Linked DNA regions of Mus musculus: regions 1, 2 and 4 are each linked to region 3. A link is a contact called in public HiChIP or PLAC-seq and promoter capture Hi-C data. All regions are on one chromosome and are shown on one strand. Each heading gives the region's core, a stretch centred on a gene start, on an enhancer-like site or on the middle of the called end of the contact. The rest is flanking DNA. Distances are from core to core; before and after follow the strand shown. Region 1 has its middle 18 kb from the start of Gm31889. Region 2 overlaps Fam114a1 (family with sequence similarity 114, member A1). Region 3 holds the start of Pgm2 (phosphoglucomutase 2). Region 4 overlaps Klf3 (Kruppel-like factor 3 (basic)).

Region 1 (2,700 bases), core at 22-2,521, 770 kb before region 3:
TATATGCCCCAGTACAGGGGAACGCCAGGGCCAAGAAGTGGGAGTGAGTGGGTGTGTGTGGGGGGAGGGTATGGGGGACTTTTGGGATAGCACTGGAAAGGTAAATGAAGAAAATACCTAATAAAAATTAAAAAAAAAAAAAAAGACCTTCATCCTAGCTGCCTAGAAGCCAGTCTTCTTTCGGGATAGCATTTGAAATGTAAATGAAGTAAATACCTAATAAAAAAATTGGAAAAATAAATAAATAAAAGGGCCACCGGCTTAGGACAGGTCTGGAACAGGGAAGCTTCTGTAGAGACCAAGCCATTCACCCTCCCCAGGTATGGCTCAGACGTGTCCAAACTTCAAGCCCATGACCCACATGTACCCAGGATATGCGGGTCATATGTATGAATGCAGCCCAGCTCAAAATCTTAGTTACTTCAAGCATTCTAAGATCATTTACAATTAAAAAACAAAACAAAAAAAAAAATCAACTCTATTGTGTGGTTCTGGAGGCAGCGCAATCCCTGGGGTACTTGGCACCCCAGACTTTCTGGGGTTAGAGAAACACTGCAAGACCGTGTGAAGTTCCCATGTCAACTTTTTAGGGCTCCATGTTCACCCACACCCACAGCCATTGTCACCCAAAGGTTTTAAGCCCTATGTAAATGTTGATCACACAAATCTGTCTTCCCGGGCCTGACTGTCTGAGCGCTGTCTGGGGGTGCTCCAAGTTGCTACTTTGGATTCAAGCCAAAAAAGACCGAGTCGGTTGCATGAGAAAACAGATGGTCTACGACTGTAACAGCAACAAGGCTGGGAGTGAATCCCAGCTTTGAGGGCTTTCGTTTTGGGGATTTCTCTATCTGGAGAAGATATAAAATACAGAAAAGCACAGTTCTTGGTGCGTCCTGCAAGTGAGGTCTTACAGGGACCTCCAGTGTGGGATGGATGTTCCCGGAACAATAAGAGTGTGGAGAGTGACCCAGAGGCCTGGTGATGGGATTGAAGGTGGGCTAGCCTGGCTTTAGGGTCTTGTTGTAGGTGTAGGAGAAGCAGGTGTCGGACTTGAGGGACCTTCCAGACCTTGGCAAGATTGCGCAATGGTTTGAAGGAAACAAACTGGATGCCCCGCCAGTTCCCAGAACAGTCTGAGAAGCTCTGTGAGGACCTCGGACTCTTGTGGTTAGAGAGAGACTTCCGGACGAAGGCTTGGGCCTGGGAGTAGGAGTTTGAACTAGAGCTTGCTCCACCCCCACCCCACCCTGCTTCCAGGTATTACAGGGAGAACCAGAGGGCAAAGTCCAAACGGAGCTGAAGCATGAAGAAACGCTTTAGGAATCCACAGCCAGAAAGCATCCACTGTTTCAATTAGCTTCAGTTTGATTCGATCGGACAGCTATTCCTAAATGGGTACTGTGTGCCAAGTGCAGGGCTGGAATATAGCAACGAGGAGACAGACAGACCCTGCCACATGTTAGATTTCTAACTTACAGGGAGAGACAGACGAAAACACAAGTATGTTGCTATTTAGTTTTCAACAGTCCTGTGCGCCACGGGACAGCTGTGACATTGCCTCTAGGGACAGAGCTGCTTTGTGGCTCCCACCCCATCCGTGGATCTGCTGGCCCCAGAAGCAAAGTGGTAGCCAGTTAGCCACTGGCTCCTCAGCCCCTCCCTATACTTACTGCTTCCTCCAGCTCAGCGGTGATTTTGAAAGCTGGTTTTTTTTCTCTCTCTCTCAATCGAACCTGGTTTTTCCAGTTTCTCTTGGCAGAAACTCTGGTCTGCATCCTACACAGAAGTAGAAATCTCCTCTTTCACTTTCATGTATTTCTTTCTTGTTTGGTTGTGTGTGTGTTATTGTTATGTGTGTGTGGTGTATGTGTGTGTGTTGCTGCTATGTGTGTGTTGTTGTTGCTGCTGCTGTTGTTTTAAGACACAATTGCACATGAATGTAATATCTTTACACAAGATTTTAAAAGTACTTGGGACCACAAGAATCCTCCTTGCCCTTGCTTCCTTGAGTTCTCACTGCTGCGACTCTCTCCCAGGCCGTGTCATCCGTGACTGCCCTGTTCCTCTCTTGGAACTTTGGTAGCTAGGGAGAAAGGAGGCGGCTTAACCTGGTGGGTGAACTTGGCAGCAAGCTGAGGGCAAGCTCAGCTTAAACTTTCACTTTCTTGCTATCTGCAAGAAACACCAACCCTCCTCTGTGCATGCACCCCTCCCCCACGTGGCTAGCAGTAAGTGAAGGACTTCTTCAGCTTTCCCCACTGGTTACCTCTTTTAGCTGGAGAAAATTTTATGCAGCCCTGGATATACAAATATATAAAATAAGGATACAATCTAAACATGGACAGAAAATTAATCATAAAGAAATGTATTTTAAAGCAATTATTTGGTCTGTGTGTCATTTTGCCACTTGTTAAAGATGAGTGTAATCCTTTCCATCAGCAAGATGCATGCACTTACTTATTTTTACATAAATAATTAAATCTTGGCTGAATATTTGATGCTGCAAAACATAAACTATCTTTGACATTTTTTAAATCGGTTGATATTTTGATTTATAGCCATTAATGCCAAGAATTCCGCCCCCCCCCTTTGCATGCATATATACTATAAAAATGGAATACGTATGTTTAGGATCATCTTAGAAACTGTTGGAAACATCTTTCCTAACTCCGAGTCAAAATTCACTTAGTGATTTTTAAA
Region 2 (2,700 bases), core at 161-2,660, 900 kb before region 3:
TTTACTGAGAAACACTTCCCTCCCTGCCTTTCAGTCTCCAATCTCTCAGTCTGTCTGTCTGTGTCTGTCTCTGTCTCTCTGTCTCTGTCTCTGTCTCTGTCTCTGTCTCTGTCTCTGTCTCTCTCTCTCTCTCTGTGTGTGTGTGTGTGTGTGTGTGTGTGCACGCGTGTGCGTGTTCTCCTCTCTTTCTTTTTGGTTCTGGTCCCTAATCCATCCCTAAAGTCTCAAAGAGTGCCTAATATTATTTGTTGGATAGATGTACCCATTTTCTTGCATAGGAATGTAGTAGTTTCTGTTAATCTCATCGAGTGAGTCCTGACTCAGCCATCGAAAAACACAGCTTTCTCTTACTATTCACAAACAGATCATAGAAAGCAAAGGAAGAATATATAGACCCACAGTAAGTATATAGGCAAAGTAAGAGAGCTTTTTTATAGGAAGGGAGGGAGGGAGGAGAGGAAGAGGCCTATATAACCTGTAGATTCTGTAACTCCAAGGCTGGCCATCAGTCATCCCCAGTGCCCTTTCCCCTACTGTCTCCCTTGCAGATAAGGGTGGTATACTGCTCAGTTATTCACAAAGATGTACATAAATGTATATAAAAGCCTTTGATTTTGTGATGAATTTTCAGTTACAGCCGTCGCCAATTCTTCCTCCTGTTCTGAGTGTGGAAACGATGCTTGGCAGTGAAGCAGGGAAATTTTCTGCCTCAGGGAAAGGTCAAAGCATCCCTGGTCCTGATGCTGATGGAGCACTGAGCCAACACCGGGAGCTACTCGTCCCCATCTTTTGTATTATGGGAGAAAAATATATCGCTGTTCTGCAAACCACTGAATGTGGATTTTAGTTATTTGTATCTCACTGCATTCCTATTTACCCAGTAAATATCAAATATCATCTATTCAGCAGAGAGATGCGACCAGTGGAAAAGGTCACAGAATTGAATTGCGCAGAATTGAGTCGAGGTTCTGCCACTCTGTGTAATGAGTTACTGAAGCTTTTCTAAGCCCCCATTCATTTGTTACAAAATGCAAGACAAGACAGAGGCGAGCTCCCAGGGACTGGGGAAATGCGCTCAATGATATTGTAAACTTTTGTAAATTGTACCTTGAGTATATGCAATGAATGTTTGACATACATAAAAGAACTCTCAGCACCAATAACCCTGCAGGTCTTGAGATGATTAAAAAATTATTTCCTATGAATTTGTCATCTAAACGCTGCATAAATGTTATGAAACACCAGCTTTAAGGCTGTGAAGAAGGGAGCTTTGCAAGCTGGCTGTCAGCTTTTCCTTCTGTCTGGAAACAGAGAGGGACTTGTCAACATGAGCGGAACGCCCATGACTCGTGACTGTCTGCACTCGTTTGTGGTGTCTGCATTGATTCATCCCATTCGGCAATGGAATCCAGTAGCAACTTTGTACCACCAGGAGGACGGGTGTGAGTTGATGACTAATGTAATTCTTTCACTGGGCCGATCACTGCCTGTGATTAGAAAGAACAATGCACTCAGGGGTGATGGCTTCTGACTCAGATCTACAATATTGACTGTGCCCTGACAGCTGGTAATTGGCTAGTGAATAAAACAGAAAGTCAAATGCTGTGTAATAAGCGACTACTTCAGTTGTGCTTTATTAATAAAGTCCTTGACATTGAGCTGGAACTTCTGGCTAGTTACAAGGAATATCTATAATTAATAGAAAGTCCTCAAGTGGCTAGATGTACACATTTAACAAAAAATATAAACTAAATAAATATCAACCATGAATTATATATCCTAAGTATTGTCTCCACTAACTGGTCATTAGGTGACACACTTAGAAGCCTATAAAATAGTCGCATAAGTCCCATGAGATGGCTCAGGGGGTAAAGGTACTTCCATGTAGGTCTAATGACATGAGTTCAACTCTTGGAATCAACATAAAGGCAGAAGGAAATAACCTTCGAGTCCTCTGACCTCTACATTCGCGCAAACACACACACACACACACACACACACACACACACACACACACACACACACAAGACGAAATAAGCAGAGTGCATCAACTTGCTTCTCACATTATTAAATGCTGCTGGAAAGCTTTGTTTCTCACCTTTCACCTAGATAGCTCTCACCTCCTTTAACACAGACCTTCGGGGCCTAACTCAGAAAGCAGAAGGCATCCTATGAGAACTCACTATGTTGTTGTTTTTCTCTCCTTCCCATAAAATCAGAAGAATGACCTTGTATAGTTGGGGCAAATCAGACTTGGATTGATCGAGGACATCTAAATCATAATTAGAGGGGCTAGAGAGATGCCTCAGCAGTTAAGAGCACTGGCTGCTTTTTCAGAGGACCTAGGTTTAATTCCCAGCATTCACATGGCGACTGGCAACCATCTATAACTGCAGTCCCAGGGGATCGAACGGCCTCTTCTGAAATCTGTGTGCACTAGGCATGCATGTGTTGCATAGACATACATATAGACAAAACACCCATCTACATATAATAAATAAAATTTAAACAAAAAATAAAACACAATTGGTCCTTTGAACAACGGCATCCATTGTGTGATCCTAAGAATATTTAACTATGCAGGGGATTCCATCAAGTTCAAAGTTCCTTAAATAGAGAAGACATCTAAATGTCTAGTATCCCACCTAATATCAAATAGAAAATACTTTTTAGGTTGGTCCTGTGACTTAGTGGTACAGC
Region 3 (2,700 bases), core at 17-2,516:
ATCCTGTTTCCAGGATGGCCTGACTATTCATTTTCTAGGTGTGAGCGAGCAAAGGCCTCTGCTGAGCCTTCCAGCCTCTATCCAGTCACCAAATGTTTCAGGGACCAACTATAGACATGCAGTACGGCACTACGGTACTACGGTACTATAGACCACGGAAAGCAGCAGAGACACACAGCACCAGCTACATAATTTTCAGGGGGGGCCAGTGCACAATTAGAACGAAAGACTCCGTGTTTAACAATAGAGAATCTCAAAGTAGTGCTTTAAAATACGGCTTGGGCCCTTCCCTGAGTACAGGTTCAGTGGATCTGCGTGGGTCTCACCTCCTGAAGTCAGCCCTGGATACCGACAAATTTTAAACAAACAAGCCTGTAAGGGATTGTCTTTCAATTCCAGGAAGAGCAGGGAACCAAAGGCCTGGGCTGTCTAGAGAGAGAGTTTGAGTTGCACTTGGGAGACAGGAAAGATCCGCTAAGTTCACACAGGAAAAACGACAAGAGAAATAAAGTCAGCAGAACACCGGCAAGAGGAACATTGCGGGAAAGCAACAGGACACGCGAAAGCACAGGTCAGAGAGAACTTGTAGAGGGCAAAGGAAGTGATGTCCGGAGCTGGCCGACTGACTAAGACATTACAGGGGAAAGGCGCAGCTGGGGCCAAAGCGTTCCCTGTCACCTTCCCAGTGGAGTGTATGTTCTCTGGAAAACTCCCTGTCAGCCTGGCCCATCAGGGACCCGGTAGTATCCATGAAATCAGAAAAGGTGGTCTGGACTGTGGAGAAGTCCAGGTCCCGGGAAAGGCGGGACAGAGCGGATTCTGAATGGATGAAGATGCTCAGCCCATCACAGAACCTCAAAAACCTTCTCGTGCGTGGACTACCCCGGGTCCCAGGCCCGCTACATTCACTCTCCACCCCACTCCCCGCCCCCCAGCTCGCTCCTCTACCGGGTCTAGCAGCCGGGCGAGCCACACAGCTGTCTCCAGTCCCGCAACAGCTTATGCCGAGCAGGCACCGTGTGGCGAGGCAGGGAAGGAAAGAAGGAAGCTGGGCCCGGCTCCCTGCCGGACAAGCCACGGCGCCCGAGAACCGAAGAGCCGGAGATCGGCCCTTACCTGGTCCCAACGCAGCCACTGCGCGGTCTCCTGGTCCAGTCGCGCGTCCATACCCAAGCCACTGCCTTCCGGAGCCGGTGTCTCTGTCGGTGTCGCCGCCGCCATCCCGCAGCAGTCACAACCGGGCGGAGGAGGCCGGGTCACCCTTCTGGAGGGGCGGGGAGAGGGCGGGGAAAGAGGCGTAGTCAGAGAGCCGGAGGGAAGAGGACGTGCAGCAGCCCCGCCCGGTTCCAGACTCGCCATTAGTGGGTGTGCTTCCCGGAGGGCCAGGCAATTGGGGAGTGCTTTGTTGTTAGGAGAGCTGGAGGCTCGCCTTACTCTAGTCTCCTAGGCCCTACATACCCAGGGTCCTCCAGCAAACATCAAGTATGCATTTGGTGCCCATCACACCTGAGATGCTAGTCTGACTGCGCTGGGAAGCAGAGCACATTGGCGCAGGCCAGTAGCCACATGGCAGAGGCAGGCAGGTCTCTGTGAGTTAGAGGCCAATCTGATCTACATAGTGAACTCTAGACTAACTAGGGGTACATAGGGAGATCCTATCTCAAAATGTAAATTAAATTAGAGAATAGCAGAGGGGGAAACAAATCTTGAAAAAGAAGAGCCAAGTGGGAAATAAATCAAATAGACCAACGAGCCAGAAATGAGATAACACTTGCAAAGACAGTTTATGTCAGAAGAGCAACCGGAAGGACGAGTTGTAATTTCAAGGCACCGGGTCAACTGGATTTTCACACTAGAAAATGTAAAAAGAATGTCGACTCATCCGCCTGAGGTCGCCACACACAAACGAGAATTCCAGGTCAGCTGGGTGATGTATGTGCACACCTGGCTGGGCACGGGGAAGCACAAGCAAGAATGGTTCTGAGCCGCACATGATGCCTTCCTCGCTCCTGCAGTCCCGACTGTTGGGACTGTTGTGAGTTCAGGGCCTGGCCTACAAAGTGAGTTCCAGTTCACCGTGGGTTCCAGTGTGAGATCTCGTCTCAACAAGCAAACAAACAAACAAACAACCCTAAAACGAAAGAAAAAACAATTAAACAAAAAAAATCCAAAGCAGTTAAGAGCACGGGTTGTTCTTCCAGAGCACCTAAGTTTGATTATCAGCACTAGCATGGCTGCTCAGGATGGTCTGAAACTCCAGTTCCAGGGGATCCTGCATCCTTTTCAGACCTCCATTGTCATATATATCCATGGTGCATAGACATGTATGCAGGCAAAATACAAACATACACACACACACACACACATACACACACACAACTTTTTAAAAGGTTTCTAGCAGATTTAGTCGCAAAAAGCTCCAACCATACACATCCAGATTGCCAACAATAGAATGGATAAATATGTAGTGGTATATTCATTCTAAATCATATACATAAATGATGATCGATAAGCCATGAGTTACACAGCCCAGTGAGAATGAAGAACTGTATACAACTTCATGGATGTAGCTCACAACCATCCCATAGAGTGAAAGAATTCAGACCTCTGACAGACATTGGGTCTGACAGACACTGACTAAGAAAAGCACAAAGAAAGAAAACAAATCAGTATTTTCCAGAACTGGATATGGGGATTCAC
Region 4 (2,700 bases), core at 76-2,575, 730 kb before region 3:
CCTCACGGCTTTTGGGGACTAGATTTTTATATGTGTATTTCTTCATCTCTGGCAAGGTTACCAGCAGGACTTAATCTGTGAGAGATCCTCGCTTCTTTTGAAGCAGGCAGAGGACCCTGCAGCTCAAGATGACTCTCCACCACAAAACCTGGCTAACCCCATAGTCCCCTCCCTAAGGTTGACAAACAGGTAGCTTTTAAGAGCCATTAGCAGCGTGATCAGAAAGTACTTAAATCTCTTTTGTGCCCAGGACTGTATTGGTACTCAGTAAATCAAAGTATAAAATACACTGTGAAAGTAACTAATTGTTGGATGCTCTCCCAATTTCATCACTTCAAAACAAAAACAGAACAATTTGCCCCAGGATATCCTTTTGAGGATATAATAGCTCTGCCCGGTGTCCTCACCAGACTACTAAGCAGGTGCCGGGTGTAGGGGCATGGCAGAATTTACCTGGCATGCCGCTGTTTGAATTGTCCATCTCTTCCGACAAGGAAACCATGAGAGGCTGCTGCAGGTGGCTGGTATACATAAAAGGAACGGGCTGGACCACGACGGGCTGAATGACGGGGAGGATGCCTGGGCTCCGGATTCCGTGTCTGGACAGCGCGGCTGCCATCACAGGCGGCATAGACAGGGGTACTCCAAAGGGCTGCACGCCAGGAGAAGGGGGCGAGTACTTCTTAATGGGCGGACTGGAGGAGGGCATGCTGAGGCCAGGTGACGCTCTCCGGTGGGACGGGAACTTCAGAGAGGAAGGAGAACCGCCCGCAGCAGGCGGGGAGCCCCGCTTGTTCACCGTGAGGTCCACCGGCTCCACCTGTATCCCGTGAGTGAGGCCTTCTGGGGTCTGGAAGAACTTATCAGGCAACGGTGTGGAGTAAATGACCCCATATTTGTTGGGCTTCATCGATTCTATGTAATTCGACGGGAAGGACTATGAGAAACAATAAAAAGAAATAGAGACGTTTAAGGAGACATACTTTAGATCCGGAGGTGTGTGATCCCCAAAAAGCTATGGGAGAGATGGGTTTAGCAATTGCTAGAAAGTAAGGTTTGCTGGGCCCCCAAAAAAACCTGAAGATTAAATTCATGATTTTTATATTCAGTGAGAAGGCTGATGGCTGGCAGGCTCCTAAAGCTGCCTGCATCATGAAGGACTTGAGGCCTTCAGGAGGAGCCAGCACTGAAGGCCACCAAGCAGGCCAAACTATAAAACCTGAGCTGGGTTGGTTTTTGAGACAGAGTCTCACTGTGTAGCTCTGGCTGACCAGGAACTCCCCTCCCTTCTCAGCACTGGGATTAAGGTGTGGCCCACCACACCCAGCACACTCCTCCTCCTGAGCTTCTCTGGCTTTGACTGGGATTACTCTTGGGCTCACACTCTTTCTTCTCTGGGTCAGACGGGCTCAGTCTCTGGACAGCTATGAACTACAACTGTTTTTCCTTGTAGAAGTGACTCTCTGGACCTTGTACCAGCAAAGCACCCAGGAATAGGAGACCGGACCATGAGACTTGCAGCGATGGGGAGATCCTTGTTGTGGGGCACTGAGGAGCCCTTTTCCGGGGTGCTATGGTGGTAATACAAGATAACCTATGTAATCCTCTCAACTTCACTCATGACACACTGGGTTGTCCCAGGAGAGCCTTCCAGCCCTTTATGCAGGAGACGCACTCCAAGGCTGTAAGACTCCAAACTCTCAGATCACAGTGCAGCCAAGGATGGCTAGGCACACTGTTGGGTATACTGACTGAGTGTCTAGGGGAGCAGCAGCCTAAGATGGCAAAGACTGTCACCTTTCTAGCCAAGTCTTAAGTGACAGAGATAAAGAGTAAAAAGATGAGCTGAATGCTAAAAAAAAAAAAAAAAAAAAAAAAAAGACTCCCAATACGGTGCAGAAATATGCAAAGCACTAAAACCAGAAAGTACAAGACACAAGGATTCTGGCATCAGCTCTCAGCAGGGGTGGAAGGGTGAATAATGACCATCCCAAGACCTCATCTCTTCTCTCTTCTTAATTAATTAGAGACAGGATCTAACTCTATAGCACAGGCTGTATTTGAACTTGTAGCAATCCTCCTGCCTCTGCCTCCAAGTGGTGATCTGTACCAGCACCACGCAGCTCTACCTTTCTTTTGAACTAGCCACATCCACCCAAGTATATATATAACAAGGCAGAAGATCCAGTTTATACAGCAACATCAGCATTAAGCCGATTTAAATTTAATTAAAATAGGGGTTATTAAGAGAGCAAGGCTCACAGACACTGTACAAAGAGGATCTCGATAATTAACTCCAGGGAGAAGCTTTCTGTGTTTTATTTCTCCAAAGGGCACAGCTCTGGTGGGAGGCAAGACTCCATGAAACAGATGGGACAGAGGGCAGCAGCACGCGATGCGGCACCTTCCTCATCTCAGCCCTGTTCCTCCAAGACTTCCCACTGACCTAGATTTTAAGGCCCACAGATCCTGGCAGCTGAACAGCAAGCAGAGTGAGGACACCCTGCCACTGCTGCCGCCGCTGGGTTTTTCTCTCCGTGGCACGGACCTCAGAGACGTGGGAATTCAGACACGTGCCAATTTGGTAATATCCTCAGGGTTCTCCTACACTGTTTAACCTACACTGTGCATCTTCTATATACACTTAGTGCAAATGGATGCCCCTCTCCTCTAGACTGCCTTCAAGTCTCCATCAAAGAC

Evidence for each region. Promoter capture Hi-C pulls out the DNA fragments that hold promoters and counts their contacts. HiChIP or PLAC-seq counts read pairs in DNA pulled down with a chosen protein or histone mark.
Region 1: an H3K27ac HiChIP or PLAC-seq map of extraembryonic endoderm stem cells shows a contact between it and region 3, with 5 times the contacts expected there. The contact joins the enhancer-like site here to the promoter of Pgm2 in region 3. A contact is called at or near these places in 15 of 39 promoter capture datasets (the 3T3-L1 cell line, 3T3-L1-derived adipocytes, HPC-7-derived erythroid cells and 10 more), 3 of 484 Hi-C or Micro-C datasets (B cells, cortical neurons and uterus), 12 of 115 datasets of contacts at active chromatin or transcription factors (the NIH/3T3 cell line, embryonic basal ganglia, embryonic forebrain and 5 more) and 1 of 9 other capture datasets (embryonic stem cells).
Region 2: a contact with region 3 is called in a FOXA1 HiChIP or PLAC-seq map of pancreatic cancer cells. The contact joins the enhancer-like site here to the promoter of Pgm2 in region 3. A contact is called at or near these places in 3 of 39 promoter capture datasets (the 3T3-L1 cell line, hippocampal neurons and pre-B cells), 1 of 115 datasets of contacts at active chromatin or transcription factors (pancreatic cancer cells) and 1 of 9 other capture datasets (adipose tissue).
Region 4: a contact with region 3 is called in a promoter capture Hi-C map of embryonic stem cells. The contact joins the enhancer-like site here to the promoter of Pgm2 in region 3. A contact is called at or near these places in 13 of 39 promoter capture datasets (the 3T3-L1 cell line, 3T3-L1-derived adipocytes, the C10 cell line and 7 more), 1 of 15 datasets of contacts at CTCF or cohesin (large pre-B cells), 7 of 484 Hi-C or Micro-C datasets (the G1E-ER4 cell line, cerebral cortex, cortical neurons and 3 more), 11 of 115 datasets of contacts at active chromatin or transcription factors (the NIH/3T3 cell line, T-cell acute lymphoblastic leukemia, acute myeloid leukemia and 6 more) and 1 of 9 other capture datasets (liver).

What each region holds. Positions count from the first base shown.
Region 1 is chr5:64,860,517-64,863,216 of GRCm38.p6, reverse strand. No RefSeq gene overlaps it. Among named protein-coding and RNA genes, the nearest start is that of Gm31889, 18 kb to the left of the region's middle. Within about 2 kb of position 1,271, at least 182 of the 459 cell types and tissues checked have an H3K27ac peak or open chromatin away from gene starts, as enhancers often do. A contact at or near this core is called in B cells, extraembryonic endoderm stem cells, liver and 3 more, where this site is marked.
Region 2 is chr5:64,991,466-64,994,165 of GRCm38.p6, reverse strand. The region is part of intron 2 of Fam114a1 (family with sequence similarity 114, member A1); the gene reads right to left. Gm32374 (a long non-coding RNA gene) reads left to right here. Exons shown (of 3, transcript XR_003955930.1): 3 at 632-1,775. Among named protein-coding and RNA genes, the nearest start is that of Mir574, 22 kb to the right of the region's middle. Within about 2 kb of position 1,410, at least 39 of the 459 cell types and tissues checked have an H3K27ac peak or open chromatin away from gene starts, as enhancers often do. A contact at or near this core is called in hippocampal neurons and pancreatic cancer cells, where this site is marked.
Region 3 is chr5:64,091,505-64,094,204 of GRCm38.p6, reverse strand. Pgm2 (phosphoglucomutase 2) reads right to left here and starts at 1,266. Exons shown (of 14, transcript NM_025700.3): 1 at 1,117-1,266. The coding sequence starts at 1,221.
Region 4 is chr5:64,820,111-64,822,810 of GRCm38.p6, reverse strand. Klf3 (Kruppel-like factor 3 (basic)) reads right to left here. Exons shown (of 6, transcript NM_008453.6): 3 at 454-937. Among named protein-coding and RNA genes, the nearest start is that of Gm31684, 4.6 kb to the right of the region's middle. Within about 2 kb of position 1,325, at least 24 of the 459 cell types and tissues checked have an H3K27ac peak or open chromatin away from gene starts, as enhancers often do. A contact at or near this core is called in embryonic stem cells, where this site is marked.